Regions from separate parts of the Mus musculus genome. Here regions 1, 3 and 4 are each linked to region 2. Evidence: chromatin contacts called from public HiChIP or PLAC-seq and Micro-C data. All regions are on one chromosome and are shown on one strand. The core of a region is the stretch at or near the end of the contact, and the rest is flanking DNA. Distances in the headings are between cores, read along the strand shown.

Region 1 (3,467 bases), core at 38-2,537, 180 kb before region 2:
AGACGAGTGCTTCCCAGAGTGTGGCAGATGTGCACAATGAGATCAGTGTAACAAGCCCAGTCTCCAAGGAGCCTACGCCCCAGAGAGACCAAACACTGAGGTGGTAGAACAAAGGTACAGAAAACTGACACTCCTCAAATACCAAGTTAACCAAACCAGACTGGAAAGTATTGTTCTCAAATTCCCCCCTTGCAATGGACACTTTCATGACTCTTGAGCCCATTTGTCTCCCAGCACCTAGCACCTGGCACCACAGTGGACCTCAGGAAGGACAAGCAGGAGAGCATGCAGTGCCCCAGCCACCCACTCCCAGCCCAGCTCCATTCCAGGGCGTGGCCAGCATCAGGCTCAGAAATTAGGACTTGGTAAAAGCTAGAGAAAAGCAAGTTCATCATCTTAACTACTTGAAAAGTCCTCTCAAAAGGGCCCAAACAAAATACACTATTCATTCCTATACTTTAGGCAAGAGAAGACCAGAGAATCATAATGTCTTAGCTTTATTGACATTACAGTAGACAGGACGAACACATGCTCTGTAAAATATACATTCTTATGTGAGAAAATATAAAGGATACCAGGAAACAGCCACATGAGACCACTTGGCTTGTACTTCCCTTTAGAGGCGCCTTACACCAGGGCTGCTCAGCCTGACACCCTCTAATGGGCAAGAGAACAGAGGGTGGCAGGGAGTATAAGTCAGGCAGGGGTGAAGAGGCGTCTCCAGCAGCCAGGTAATACTTCAAGGACACTTGGCCACCTGAAGATCAGCTCCTCTTTGAAAACAGTTACAGGTGCTACAAGATCACTTCACACCCAACAACATGCGCAGACAAGCCACGCTGCTCTTCACCTGATTATCAGGACTTCGAGGAAACAATATACAAATGAGAGGGAGAGGATCCAAACCCTAACTTACAGCACACCGGCCTTGAGAGCACTTGCCTGGGCTTGACTCCTAGGACATCATACACCAACCCTTTCACCTCCCACCTTCTCACAATCCTGCAAGTAATTCTTCCATTTTCAGATGTCCCCAATACAGCCTTACCTCAGGAACTTGGTACTTCTGCCAATGAACCAGACAGATGTCCAAAAAAAAAAAAAAAAAAAGGGGGAAAGGAAAGGAAAGGAGCAGAGAGGAGAGGAGAGGAGAGGAAATCTAGACTAACTGCTGTATATTTAACCATGTTCCAAACAAAAAGCTGAAAGTAGATGGGAGCATACCTCCACACTGGACTGGGAAAGAGATCTAACAGAAGCAAACAGCTCAACTATTCATGGCCCCATTGTTCTTATAACCACCCATTAATTTGAACAACAGTTCAGCTGAGGCTGCAGCTTAGAGGTAGAACACTTGCCTGGTATATAGGAAGCTATAGGTTTAATACCTAGGAATGCCAAAAGCCTGGAAAAAAGGCCCAAAGATGAACTATATCTCACTTAAGGAGAACAAATACAGGGCCTGAGTTGAGTGGGAGGACATGTACCGGGCATTCAGGAACCTGATGGTTGAATCCCAGTCCTGAGGGAAACAGCCACATTTCCCTGTTACTACTCCTTACTCCTGTAGTGTGTTATGAGAAAAGGCCATCCTCACACACTTGGTAAAATATAAACTGAACACTGTAATACCAATACCACTCCAGCTGGCTCTATAGGCAAGAACAAAAATCAATCTAGCCAGATATATCTAGTCTCCACATTTGGGAGGGAGAGACAAGAGAGTTCAAGGCCAGTGGCTGCTAAAAATAAAAAAATTAAAATCAAGAGTAAAGATGTATAATACAACATATACTTAAATTGTTTGTCACTGACATTTGTATCTGAAATGTAGGATTGGTTTTGTTTTTCAGAAAAATGATGCCATAATTTCATGTTTTTAGTTGTGAACACAGAGAAGATTATTTTGTTAACTAAGCAGACACTAGTCCTATGGTCAAACGTGAAACCAAATTCTCTAGGGTAAGAATCTTCTGTTGTTATTTCAGGAGCAGAGGCAGGCTCTTCTCGTCTGTAAATGGGTTCCTAATCAGTTACTCAGGCCAGCCAGGGATCTGGAAGCGCAGGCAGGTCAACATCTCCCCAATTCTCAGGAGATCCAATGGACACCGCAGCAGAAGGGCCACAGCTGGAGCTTGGAGGCGATATCTTGGGTAAGGTGTTTCTAGAGGACCAGGTCAAGGCCTGCTCTCTACCCTGACTACCCTGGGCTCTCCGTGAGGGCACAGAACTCTGACCACAGACAAAGTGGGATGGCCAGCTATAAATGAGCTGCTGTATACCTCCATCCTGAGCCTCCTGTGAGCAGCAGCTTCCAGACAAAAGACAACTTTTCCAATTCGGATGTGAGTTTTTTGTTTACTGACAGTGTTTAGAAGCAGAACATTTTTTCCTCCCCTGAGCATGTCTTAGACCGTTAAGTCTTGTATTGGCAAGATAAATACAGCTCAAGTTAGATGGAGCAGCATCACCCTTGATCTAGCTAACAGTTCACAAAGGCAGCTCTTCACTCAAGTGGCACAATCCTCTTTGGTTCCTGGCGGGAACTGGAGAGCAGCTTAGAGCAGCTAATAAACAGTCTCTTTCTATCAGTAAGACTCAGACACACAGCCAGCACGAGCAGTGCCAAGGGAGCAGGCTCTTAATGCCTTGTCATACCAGTAAAAAACCTGGAATACAGCCTAAAAGAAGGCATACAGTCTAAACAGATGAGAGCACTATACATTTTAAATGTTCAAAGTGGAAATGAAGAAAACATGTTTAAATAAAAAGCGAAAGTTTCAAAAGCAAACAGTGCTGCTGTCTGAGGAAGAAAACTTAGGTTTGAAAAAAAAAGCATGGGAAAAAAATGTCAGAAATTCACCTGAACTTTCTGACAAAAAGCTAAGAAGCTGTGAGTTTGGAACTCTGTATATATACAGTTACTTATAAATAGACACCTTTAAAAGTTGAGAGCAGGAAGCTGGTATTATACTCATAGGACAGACTGAAAGCACATGACATTTCATTAGTGTTAACATTCTTTGTTTACATAAAGCTTTTTGCTATCAAAAATTCAGAAAGCTGTTTGGCTTAAATAATACTTGTATAAAGACAGAACCACACTAAATTGACAGAGTACAGGAACTTTTGTGTGATCTACTCCCAAGAGCACACTTCCCTTCTTAATATGCTACATTCGTGAAGGAGACTGAAAACAGAGTAAACATAAAAAAGGCCAATCTTTGGTTTCCTTGTCATCAAAGTATTTTGCTGAAATAAGTCATCTTCTGTGCTCACAGGGCTGTGGCAACACTGCTGGGCTCTGGAAGAGCAAGACAAGAGGATCACCTGGCACTTGTAAAGAGACAGTAAGTACAAGATGCACAGAACTTCAGGCATGAAGCAGGCAGTTAATTATACCAAGACTGAGTCTATGAGCACACAATCACTAAGTACCCTGCCTTTATACATACACGTGGTAACAC
Region 2 (3,483 bases), core at 555-3,054:
GGTGGATTTCAAACTGGATCCTACTAAGAGTTCCTAGTATGAACTCTTCATACTGAAAGGAGGCAGAGGGGAGCTGAAGGCACACAGGGCCTCTTTGGTTTTTTGTTTTGTTTTTCGAGACAGGGTTTCTCTGTATAGCCCTGGCTGTCCTGGAACTCACTTTGCAGACCAGGCTGGCCTCGAACTCAGAAATCTGCCTGCCTCTGCCTCCTGAGTGCTGGGGCACACAGGGCCTCTTTTCAATCTCTGGTTCTTCATCCACAAAACTAAGTAGAGGGCCTATTTCGGAGGATTAGGAAAACCAGTGTAGGTAGGGAGAGGTCGAAGAGCAAATGGCGGGGAGGGCAGGATCTTGGTATGCAGTAAGAGCCTTGGAAGCCAGAAGGCCTGACTTTAAAAAATATTCTCACTGGGTGTGATGGAGCACATGCCTTTAATAGCAGCACTGAAGCAAAACCAGGCGGATCTCTTGAGTTTGAGGCCAGTCTAATCAACGTTACAAGTTTCAGGCCAGCCAAGAGAATACATAATAAGGCCATGTCTCAAAACACAAAATTAAACAAATAATCTTAGCGGTAGGGAGACAGAGGCGGGTTGATTTTTTTTTTTTTTTCATGTTTGCTCTCTTAGTTCGAAGCCAGCCTGATCTACATGATGAGTTCCAGGCCAGGTGGAGCTATACACACACACGAGGCTATCTCAAAAAAAAAAAAAAAAAAAAAAAAAAAAAACAAGAAATCAAAAACAACCAACCAAATACCCATCTCGTAATAATAAAAATATCAAGGGTCCTGGCCATCAAGAGTACTCACTAGTTTACCACTTCAAGACACTTTGGAATCTGGGCTTGGTGAAGAACCGAAAATGGCTCTTGTGACACCAGGCTCTGTGGCTTTGACTTTAAATGTTGGCGACTTCCTAGCCTGGTGACTTCTGCCAGTTAACCTCGTGAAGCCCGGGGTTCCTTAGTTACAAGATCTTCTTGGCACCTAATACGGTTGTGAAGATCATACAAGATAATTCTGGTACAGTGCTTACTTAGCATGCAACTGTCCTAATCCCACTAGCCATAATCCCGACCCGTCCCCCAAATCCAGTGTTCATAAACTTCTGGCCTAAGAGCATGCTCATATCAGCGTTTCCAACGTACACACTCTCTGCCCCGGGGCCAGTTTCTCCTGACCGGCTTGTCCTTAAACTAAGCGTTCATCAAATGCCACAGGTCAGGCTCTGTGACGAGATACTTGCGTAAAATCGCACATTAAACTTCCTAACGCCTCCATAGTGGCTGATGTAGCGCAAGGAAACAGGCCCGGAGGGTTCCAGCAACTTCCCAGGGTCCCCGAGCCCGGGTTCCAGGCCCACATCGGAGTCTACCAGTGTCCGTCCATTCAAAATGCTGTTCAGTCCCCGGACTCCGACGGTCCATCGCCTTCGCCCTCTGCACCTCAGGGTCCGCCCTCAGGGCAGTTTTTTTTTCCCCTTTTCTCCTCCAGAGCCTGAGGGGTGAGGCCCACGATGGCGTCCCCGGCACGCGCCAAAAGAAGCTACCCCCTCAGAGCGCTGATAAGGATGTGCGGGGTCTCCGGGCCGCGGCGCCGGGTCACGTGGCGGGAAGGGGGGCGCCGGCGCGCGCGCCCGAGCGAGCGAGCGGGCACGCGCAGCCCGCAGCGTGTGGAGGCGCGAGATGCCGAGCTGGGAGTATGTATGGCAGGGAGGGGGCGGCGGCCGGGAAGGCCGACTCCACCCCCTGTGCGCATGCTCCGGCCCCCGCGGGTTATAAGGCAGCCGCGCCTGCCCCGCCAGACAAAGTGGCGAGCTGCGACGTGACTGGTCGGTCGTGTAGGTGCAGCAGCCAAGGAGCCCGGCGGCGGGCAGGGGACACGAGCGGGACCCCCCCGGCTCCGAGGAACTGCGGCCCGCGCCGCCGCGTCACGCATACTCCGGGCGCCGCGAGACACACATAACGGTTAGTCCGGGCTGAGCGGGCAGCGCGCGGCACGGAATCCGCGGTGCCCTTGGTGCCCCGGTGGGGTCGCGGAGCCCCGCGGGCACGCGGGGACTTTCCTCCCTGGGGCAAGGGTCGGGGCGAGCGACGCGGCATCCTGGGCGCGCGGAGCCGCGTGGCCCGGAACGTGGCGTGGGTGAAGGGGACCTTGAGGCGCTGGGCACAGCGTCTCTCCCGGCCGAGCTGCGGGCCCGTGGTCAGGTGGCGGCCGCCGGGCTGCGGGAGTCGGGTCATGGTGCCCGGTGACCTTGGGGGAGACGCTTCCAGCGCTGCCTACTCTAGGCGCCTGGAGAGATGCTTAGGTCGGGAAGAGGGACGACCTGAGGCCGCTTCACGTGGTGCACTCCTGCCGCCTTCTGCTGGGGCGGGAGTTACTTAGGACTCGTGGCATACCCGCCCAGCCTCCCCGGTCTGCCAATCGGTGTCCCACCAGGTGACTTGCTAGAGTGGTGTGAGGAATGTGAGGAGCTGCATTGCGGACCGCCGGTACAAGACTACGGGGTTCGAGTGAACTTTGAGGAAGGGGCTCTTTATGGTCCAACCTGTGGCTTCGGCGCGTCTGCCGCGGGCACGGGGTCCCAAGGCATCCCTGTGGAGCAGATTTAAACGTCCTTATATTTGGTCAGAGCACACTTTCTGGGCCAAGTACATCCCTTTGCCGAGTACATTTTAGCTTTTCTTTATGATGGCGTTTTTGGTGCAACCAGCAGTTACGAAAACTAGCGTCTGATCACTCAACCAGGAAACGCACGTGTTACTACTTCAGTCTTTTCCCGTTTTCCAGTGGCTCATTATAAACTGGCGGGCTACTGCTAGTAGTTACACAGTGACAAACTACTTTTGTTTTTTTTTACCCATAACTAATTTTGAAATCTTAAGGCGTCATTCCGCTTAGGCTCGGGGTGTGTTGCTCAGTGGCATGAGTACCTACCTGCCTGGCCTACCATGCCTGAGGCTCCAAAGTTTGATCGTCGGCATTGAAAAAAAATTACTTTGGTTTTAAATGAGTATATGCTGATGTGTGAGATTAGTAATTGTACGAGAGTTTGGGAAAGGGTGGATGGGAATTAAATCAAGCAGGGTGGGTTTTTGTTCTCGTGTTTTGCTTGTTTTTCTCAGCTGAATAAGAGACTCTTGAATTTATTTATTCATCATTCATTTATTTTAATTAAGTGGTAAATGGTGCTTCTAAGTCCAAGTCTTCGGGGATGTGTATGTGTGTGTGTGTGTGTGTGTGTGTGAGAGAGAGAGAGAGAGAGAGAGAGAGAGAGAGAGAGAGGAAAAAAGGAGAAGGAAGTGGTCAGTCCATCGCCTTAACCTTTCGGAAATTAAATCCAAGGTGTACAGGCAGGAGGTATAGGCTTTACATAGTGAGACCCTTCTCAAAAAAAAAAAAAAAAAAGTAAAAATGACTAAATTTTACAACTTTGCTTTCCAAGTATCATAAGAAATGACCAATAATTCAAGACTTTAGA
Region 3 (3,257 bases), core at 234-2,733, 140 kb before region 2:
TTTGAAATCTTAACTTACAATGAAAGTAGAGTAATATTAGGTGTTGGTTCTCCAAAATATGGTATCTCTGTTAGCTCATTGTAATTCATTTTCCTAAGCAAAAGAGAAAAAAGTTTTAAAGGTTAATAATGGAAATTACCTCTTCAATTCTGGTTTTGGCTAATATCTTAATATATCCAAATTTGAAAGGGCCTATGACTGAGACTAAGTATATATAACTTTGAGAAATTCGATATTTTTAGGACTTTAAGTGTACATTTAAGTGCAGTGCCTTCAGAAACCAGTGGCATTGAACCCCCTGAAGCTTGAGTTAAGGTGGCAGCCACCCAATGTGTGTGTTGGAAACCAAACTCAGGTCCTCTACAAGAGCAGTATGTGTGCTTAAGCTGAGCTACCTCTCCAGCTCTAAGAAATTAGCAATTTTAATGTGCTGCTTCATAGTAATGATCTACCATTAAAGTCAGCATTACATACTGGATGTAGTTCTAGCATATCTGTAATCCCATTACTTCAGAGGGAAAGGAAGGAGAATGTAAGTTCAAAATCAGTCTGAAGTATATAACAGAAAGTCTGTCACAAAAACAAAAAACAAAAACAAATCAACAGCAACAAAAAAGAAAAAGAAAAATCAGTATTACAAAGGCTTGTGCCAGATATGATAACACGTGCCAGTAACCCCTGTCCTTTGACGCATGTAAGAGGATGCACAGGTCCACTGGCCAGCCTGTCCTACACAGTATGGTCTAAACCAATCTAAGCTATTTAGCAAGATACTGAGGGACTGAAGAGAGAGTTCCATGGTTAAAAGTACTGGGTGCTCTTCCAGAAGACTCAGGTTTGATTCCCAGAATCCATACAGCAACTCACAACTGTCTCTAACTGCAGTTCCATGGTATCTGACTTCCTGTGAATCCTGCATGCATGTGATGCACAGACATGCATGCAGGCAAACTACCCATACACATAAAATAATAAAAAGTTTTTTAAAGGGGGTCTGAAGAAGTGATGCAACTATGTTTTAATTTTAGAAAATTTTTAAAGGGTGGGATAGAGGTGTAGCTCAGTAGTAGGATAGTAGGGTAGTTATGAGCTGCCTCGCATGGTTGCTGGGTATGGAATTCATGTCCTCTGAAAGAGCATCAAGTGCTCTTTACCACAAAGCCATATCTCCAGCCTTCAATTCCTTCAATTTTTTTCACAGCAACTCTAGATTAAAAATTCCCAAATTCATATTGGAGAAATGGCCCAGGCAGTAAAGCTCTTGCTGTACAAACATGAGGACCGGAGTTTGGATCCCTAAAACCAATATAAAGCTGAACAGAGCAGCACACATCTGTACACCCAGTACTGAGGTGGGAAAGTGGAGCTACATGGATCCCTGATGACCAATGACCAGTCTATGTAGTACAGATTTCAAAGATGATGCTTCAAAAAATAAGGTAGAAGAGGCCAAGAAGCTAGGTCATAGGCCCTAAGGGGAAATCCACTACTATTATTCTGCTAAATAAGCATATCAATGAAACAACTCCTAATGACATATTGCTATACACATACATCAGTGTCTCTCTCAACCCTCATCAGAGAAGCTGTTTGTTGGTTTCGTTGGTTGTTGTTGTTGTTTTGTTTTGGTTTGGTTTGTTTGTTTGTTTTTCAAGACAGGGTTTCTCTGTATAGCCCTGGCTGTCTGGAATTCACTTGGTAGACCAGGCTGGCCCCTCCCGAGTGCTGGAATTAAAGGCATTCGATACCACGCCCCACAGAGAAGCTTCTTGAAGTAAATGGTAATTAACTAATCAATGTGCAGAAAGAAAGAACTTTGGAATGTTCAGCCCTAAATGCAAAATCTATACCAAACCTCTCCCATCAAGGTTCAGAGGTCTATGAAAAAGAGGAGGCAGAAAGATCCTAAGAACCAGAAGTAATGGGTAACTTCAAGGAAACAGCTGTCTTCTCAACACAACAGGGCAAATGCACATACGAACTCAGAGACTGTGACAGCAAGCACAAGACCTGCACAAGCTCAAGCCAGACAAAACCCCAAGGGGAAGTGGGCACAAAGTCCCACTTCAAGACAAAAAGCTATTTGCAATTGGTTAACTGCTAGGAGAGGAAATCTGTTTTCTTCAGTGGAGTGATACTGAGTCTATCAACCATACGCCAGGGAAGGCTCCATGCTCAGGAAGAGATAGCCAACACAAATTAGACTCCTTGTTTGCTTGCTTGCTTGTTTAGTTTTTGTTCTTTTCTATTTTATCTAATTTTATTTTATATGCACTGGAGTTTTGTTTGCCTGTATATCTGTGTGAAAGTGTCAGATCTTGGAGACAGCAGTGAGCAGCCATATGGGTGCTGGGACTTGAACCCTGGTCCTTTGGAAGAGCAGTCAACGCTCATAACCCCTGAGCCATCATCTCTCCAGCCCCTTGTTTTTGTTTTTTAAGAGAAAGAAAGAGTGCTGGATGTGGTGGCAGAGGTAGGTAGATTTTTGTGAGTTTGAGGCCAGCCTGATCCACAAAGTGAGTTCCTGTCCAGCAATGGCTACACAGTGAAACCCTTTTTCAAAAAAACAAAGACAAAAAAGAGAGAGAATGTGAAGTTGGCAATATAGGGAAGTATGTGAGGATCTGGGAGGAGTTGGAGGAAGAGAAAGAATATGATCAAAATATATGAAATTCACAAAAGAAATAAAAGCATTATTTTAAATAAGTAAAGCAGACAAGCAACTCACAAAGATACTAAATGTTAATCTCTGGACTCCACAAGAACTTACAGTGCACAGGTACACACACAGACACACAAATACACACCAAAAATATTCAAATTCATAATTAGGTTACTTTAAAGACTTTAATATTGAATGAATAAAAATAACTTACACTTCTTGTAATGTTTGTGATTCCAAGGTGTTGTTCCAGTTAGACAACCGGTTATGACTCAAATCCCTGAAAGAAGACAGATATACTGAGCTTAGTGGTGGAAGCTAGACCTCAGAGAAAAACCAAACAGAACAGGGGCTAAGAAGATATGTCTCAATGGTAGAGGAGCTAAGATCTAGGCAACTCTTTAGTGTGCTCTAGAAGGGAGGAGAAGGGAGGAAGTACAAAACTAAAACAGGAATACTAAGTCCTACAAAGGTAACTTTTTTCTTTAATTCATTAATTTATTTATTTACTTTACAACTCAGTATCAGTCCTTCATCTCCTCCCAGTACCCCCTCACTCAAGTCCTCTCCCTATTCTACTTTCCCTTTCTCTTCT
Region 4 (3,414 bases), core at 11-2,510, 200 kb before region 2:
GAAAGAAAAGAAAATTCTTCCTCATATAGGAGCTATAGCCTAGAATATATACATGAATATATGTGAACAGGTATTAAGTATGGGTATAGCCTAGAACTTAGAAAATGGGGTAATATTAGGTGAGGCGGAAGGTCAGAATGTAGGTAAAGGGCACGAGTCATGAGAGGCAAACTCTTTTTTTCCTAGCTTAAAAACTCTCTCTCTCTCTCTCTCTCTCTCTCTCTCTCTCTCTCTCTCTCTCTCTCTCGGAGGGGTTTATGTGTGTATAGTGTGTGTGTGTGTGTGTGTGTGTGTGTTAGATATATGAATTCAACTCTGCATACTAAAACAGCAAAATAACCATTTCTATATTCCCAAGGAATACACCCTTTGTTACTACTCTGAGGCATGAATGGGAGAACTGGGCTTGCTTTTAATCCTGTCAGTGTAACAGGAGTTAAACACACTAGTCAGTCACTGGCCCACTTAGAAAAGTCACTTTAAAAAAAAATATTGATTTGAGGGAAAAGAATTTTATAGTCCAAAGAGAAAAAAAAAAAAAAAAAAAACAAAGTCAAGAGACTCTATGAAAGAAAATGAAAAACAAAAGGTTTCTTATGTTTGCTGACTGGAAGAGTTCATCCAGTGAAACTGTCCACACTTCTGAACGTGATCTACAGATTCCACATTACGTCCATCTGAATACCGGTGGTGTTCCAAACAGAAGGGGGGTGGGGGGCTGGGATGTGGCTCAGTAGTCCAGCACCTGCACCTGCCTAGCATAATGAGGCTATCGATTCAGTCTCCAGTACTGGGGTGTGGGGAGAGCGAGAGGGGGTTGGGGGGAGGGTGGGGGATTTATATGGAATTCCCAACCCCAAAGTTCCAAAGTAATCTTATCTAGAAAGAGCAAAGCTGAGGGCATTGTAACTCCTGACTTCACAACATGCTACAAAGCTAGAGTGACCACACAGCAAGGCAGGCGATACTGTCCAGTGAGATAGAGAACTAGAACCCGTGTGTTTGCCCATGTAACACATGGAAAATGAAAGTTCTTTTTAACAATAGTCCTGGGTGAACTGCATATGCATAGGCAGATGAAACTAGGTTCCCATCCATCACTATGTAAAAAAAAAAAAAAAATCAAAATGGATTAAAGACTTAAGAGTAAAATAAATAAATCAGACACTATGAAATCAGTAGAGCAGCGGGACACAGGGAACACTTTGGGATTTGAGCAAAGTGGCTGTGACCCTGCCCCTGCCTCCGGGCAGAAACTGAGAAGAAAGAGAAAACCGACCCCTCCCACAAACGTAACAGAGGGGCGGGGCAGGCGTTCTCTAACACTCTCTGTAAGGAATTCAAACAACTCAGTAGAAAACAAACCCACACAAAAATCATAAATTGGTTAAAAGGAGCCCAAGCCCTAACTAGATTTCTCCAAAGAAGATACACAGATAGTCAACAATCACAGGGTTGTCATCCATCACCAGGGGGCACAAAACGGAGGGGAGATGACTCAGCAGATACGAGCAGTGCTGCTCTTGCAGAGAGAGGTTCAGTTCCCAGCACCTATATTGCTTCACGGCTGCCCTTAATGCTAGCCCTCGGGGACCTGACACCCTCTGACCTCTGCAGGTTCCTGTGCTCATGTCTCTCTCTCTCTCTCTCTCTCTCTCTCTCTCTCTCTCTCTCTCTCTCTCTCTCTCTCTCTCTCTCTCTCTTTCTCACACATACACACACACACACACACACACAATGGGACATCAAGTCAGCCCTGATAAGATGTCAATTATTAAAAAGACGAAGGTAACAAATGCCGGTGGAAATGTTGAGCAAAGAGAGCCTTGAGCACAGCAGTTGGGAGCATGGCCACCAGAGAAACAGCGTGCATCTGCCTTACAAAACAAGGAACACAACTGCAATGTGACCCAGAAAGCTGAGTGTATATTAAGATAAACTGAAATCAGCCCAACCAAGAGTCTGTGGCTCAGAGTTAAATGGCCGCAATTCACAGCAGCGAAGGTAGGATCAGCCTAGGTGCCCAGTAACAGACAAATGGATACGAACATAAAGTGTGGTGGCACATACCTTTAATCCCCATACTTGGAAGACAGAGGCATCAGATCTCTGTGAAAGTTCCAGGACAGCCAGGGCTACACAGAGAAACACTGTTCTTAAAAAAAAAAAAAAAAAAAAAAAAAAAGTAAACACACAATAGAATATTATTTGTGCATAAACAGGAACACAACTGTGTCATTCGCCCAACATGGGTGGAATTGGACGTAAGTGACGTAAATCAAGCAAGTGTCAAGAAAGACACTGTGTACTGAATCATATCCTGGCTGAATGCAGAGAGATACAATGGTCCAGAACCTGAGCAGAGATGTAGAGAGAGTGGTTAGTGAGCAGAGGGTTGCAGCCGGATGGGAGGAATCGCTGCTAAGGCCCTATAGCATCCAGGGTTTAACGGTGGCGGGCAAGTAGCTGGTGGGAGGATTTCACACGTTCCCATACTGAGAAATGAGAACTGTCTGAGGTGATGGATACGCCAGTCATCCTGATCCAATCATAACACATTGTGCACAGACACTGAAAAATCGCAGCCACGTTGTAGCTCATGAGGACATGCAATATGTTGATTAAAAATTGAATACAGAGGTCAAAAACTGACATACCTTCCTTAGTTTAAAGTCCTAAGGTCCCAAAACATCTCAAAAAATATGGGAGAACAGAAGGCTGCGCAGAGAGGCCAGAAAGAATCTAGACATCCAGGACCCACGAGGGGAACTCAGGTATGACCAATCCCCATTAGACCCTGCCCTTGGTCTTTGGGTCTTCAGTCTGGTGTCTCCCACATCCCATCAAACTATGACCCAACTCATTACACTCTATCCTTGCTAACCTGCCTGCTGTTAGGGTGCTGATGATGGCCCGTGAAGGGCTCATCTCCACCCACTCCACTGCCTGGCCACTGACCATTATGGCGCTTTTGTCTATTTTCTAGGCCCATCCTTTTGCCTCTCTTTATGGGATTCTGGAAGCCTTCATGATACTGCCAGTAAAAGTCCTCTTTATTGAGAGGCAGTTCCTGTTGTTTACACTCAAGAGTTCCAGCCATACCAAGTGACTCAGCAGCTCTTCTCTGAGGTACAGTCCCAAGAGCAATTACAACGCAGGCCCATGTAAAAATCAAGGATCTCCATGTTCAAGGTAGCATTTTTTCATGATAATCAGGAAAGCCAGAAACAGCTTGTCCTGGTGTGCTTCTCTGTTGCTGTCATAAAACACTGACCAAAAGTGATTTGAGGCTGGGGGAGGGCTCATTTTGCTTACATGTGTACAGTCCACCTTTGAGGGAAGCCAAGGCAGGAACCTGGAAGAGGTAGGAACCAAAGCAGGAGCCGTGGAGGAACACGGCTTGTTGGCTTTCTC

The links. A called contact is a pair of places that touch in the nucleus more often than the background predicts. HiChIP or PLAC-seq counts read pairs in DNA pulled down with a chosen protein or histone mark.
Region 1: a contact with region 2 is called in a Micro-C map of embryonic stem cells, with 2.0 times the contacts expected there. The contact joins the enhancer-like site here to the promoter of Slc16a1 in region 2. A contact is called at or near these places in 2 of 39 promoter capture datasets (macrophages and pre-B cells), 1 of 484 Hi-C or Micro-C datasets (embryonic stem cells), 3 of 115 datasets of contacts at active chromatin or transcription factors (the SCID.adh cell line, T-cell acute lymphoblastic leukemia and memory CD8 T cells) and 2 of 9 other capture datasets (adipose tissue and liver).
Region 3: a contact with region 2 is called in an H3K27ac HiChIP or PLAC-seq map of embryonic stem cells, with 8 read pairs. The contact joins the enhancer-like site here to the promoter of Slc16a1 in region 2. A contact is called at or near these places in 17 of 39 promoter capture datasets (the 3T3-L1 cell line, 3T3-L1-derived adipocytes, the C10 cell line and 12 more), 1 of 15 datasets of contacts at CTCF or cohesin (CD8 T cells), 9 of 484 Hi-C or Micro-C datasets (LSK cells, the MNK3 cell line, bone marrow-derived macrophages and 6 more), 10 of 115 datasets of contacts at active chromatin or transcription factors (the SCID.adh cell line, bone marrow-derived macrophages, craniofacial prominence and 4 more) and 2 of 9 other capture datasets (adipose tissue and liver).
Region 4: a contact with region 2 is called in a Micro-C map of embryonic stem cells, with 2.2 times the contacts expected there. The contact joins the enhancer-like site here to the promoter of Slc16a1 in region 2. A contact is called at or near these places in 1 of 39 promoter capture datasets (pre-B cells), 2 of 484 Hi-C or Micro-C datasets (both in embryonic stem cells), 3 of 115 datasets of contacts at active chromatin or transcription factors (bone marrow-derived macrophages, memory CD8 T cells and pancreatic cancer cells) and 1 of 9 other capture datasets (adipose tissue).

What each region holds. Positions count from the first base shown.
Region 1 is chr3:104,453,499-104,456,965 of GRCm38.p6, forward strand. Lrig2 (leucine-rich repeats and immunoglobulin-like domains 2) reads right to left here. Exons shown (of 18, transcript NM_001025067.2): 18 at 485-3,467. Among named protein-coding and RNA genes, the nearest start is that of Gm38412, 46 kb to the left of the region's middle. Within about 2 kb of position 1,288, at least 11 of the 459 cell types and tissues checked have an H3K27ac peak or open chromatin away from gene starts, as enhancers often do. A contact at or near this core is called in embryonic stem cells, where this site is marked.
Region 2 is chr3:104,636,860-104,640,342 of GRCm38.p6, forward strand. Slc16a1 (solute carrier family 16 (monocarboxylic acid transporters), member 1) reads left to right here and starts at 1,805. Exons shown (of 5, transcript NM_009196.4): 1 at 1,805-1,969.
Region 3 is chr3:104,494,613-104,497,869 of GRCm38.p6, forward strand. Lrig2 (leucine-rich repeats and immunoglobulin-like domains 2) reads right to left here. Exons shown (of 18, transcript NM_001025067.2): 2 at 2,877-2,942; 3 at 19-93. Among named protein-coding and RNA genes, the nearest start is that of Lrig2, 16 kb to the right of the region's middle. Within about 2 kb of position 1,484, at least 12 of the 459 cell types and tissues checked have an H3K27ac peak or open chromatin away from gene starts, as enhancers often do. A contact at or near this core is called in the HPC-7 cell line and embryonic stem cells, where this site is marked.
Region 4 is chr3:104,433,046-104,436,459 of GRCm38.p6, forward strand. No RefSeq gene overlaps it. Among named protein-coding and RNA genes, the nearest start is that of Gm38412, 26 kb to the left of the region's middle. Within about 2 kb of position 1,261, at least 46 of the 459 cell types and tissues checked have an H3K27ac peak or open chromatin away from gene starts, as enhancers often do. A contact at or near this core is called in adipose tissue, embryonic stem cells and pre-B cells, where this site is marked.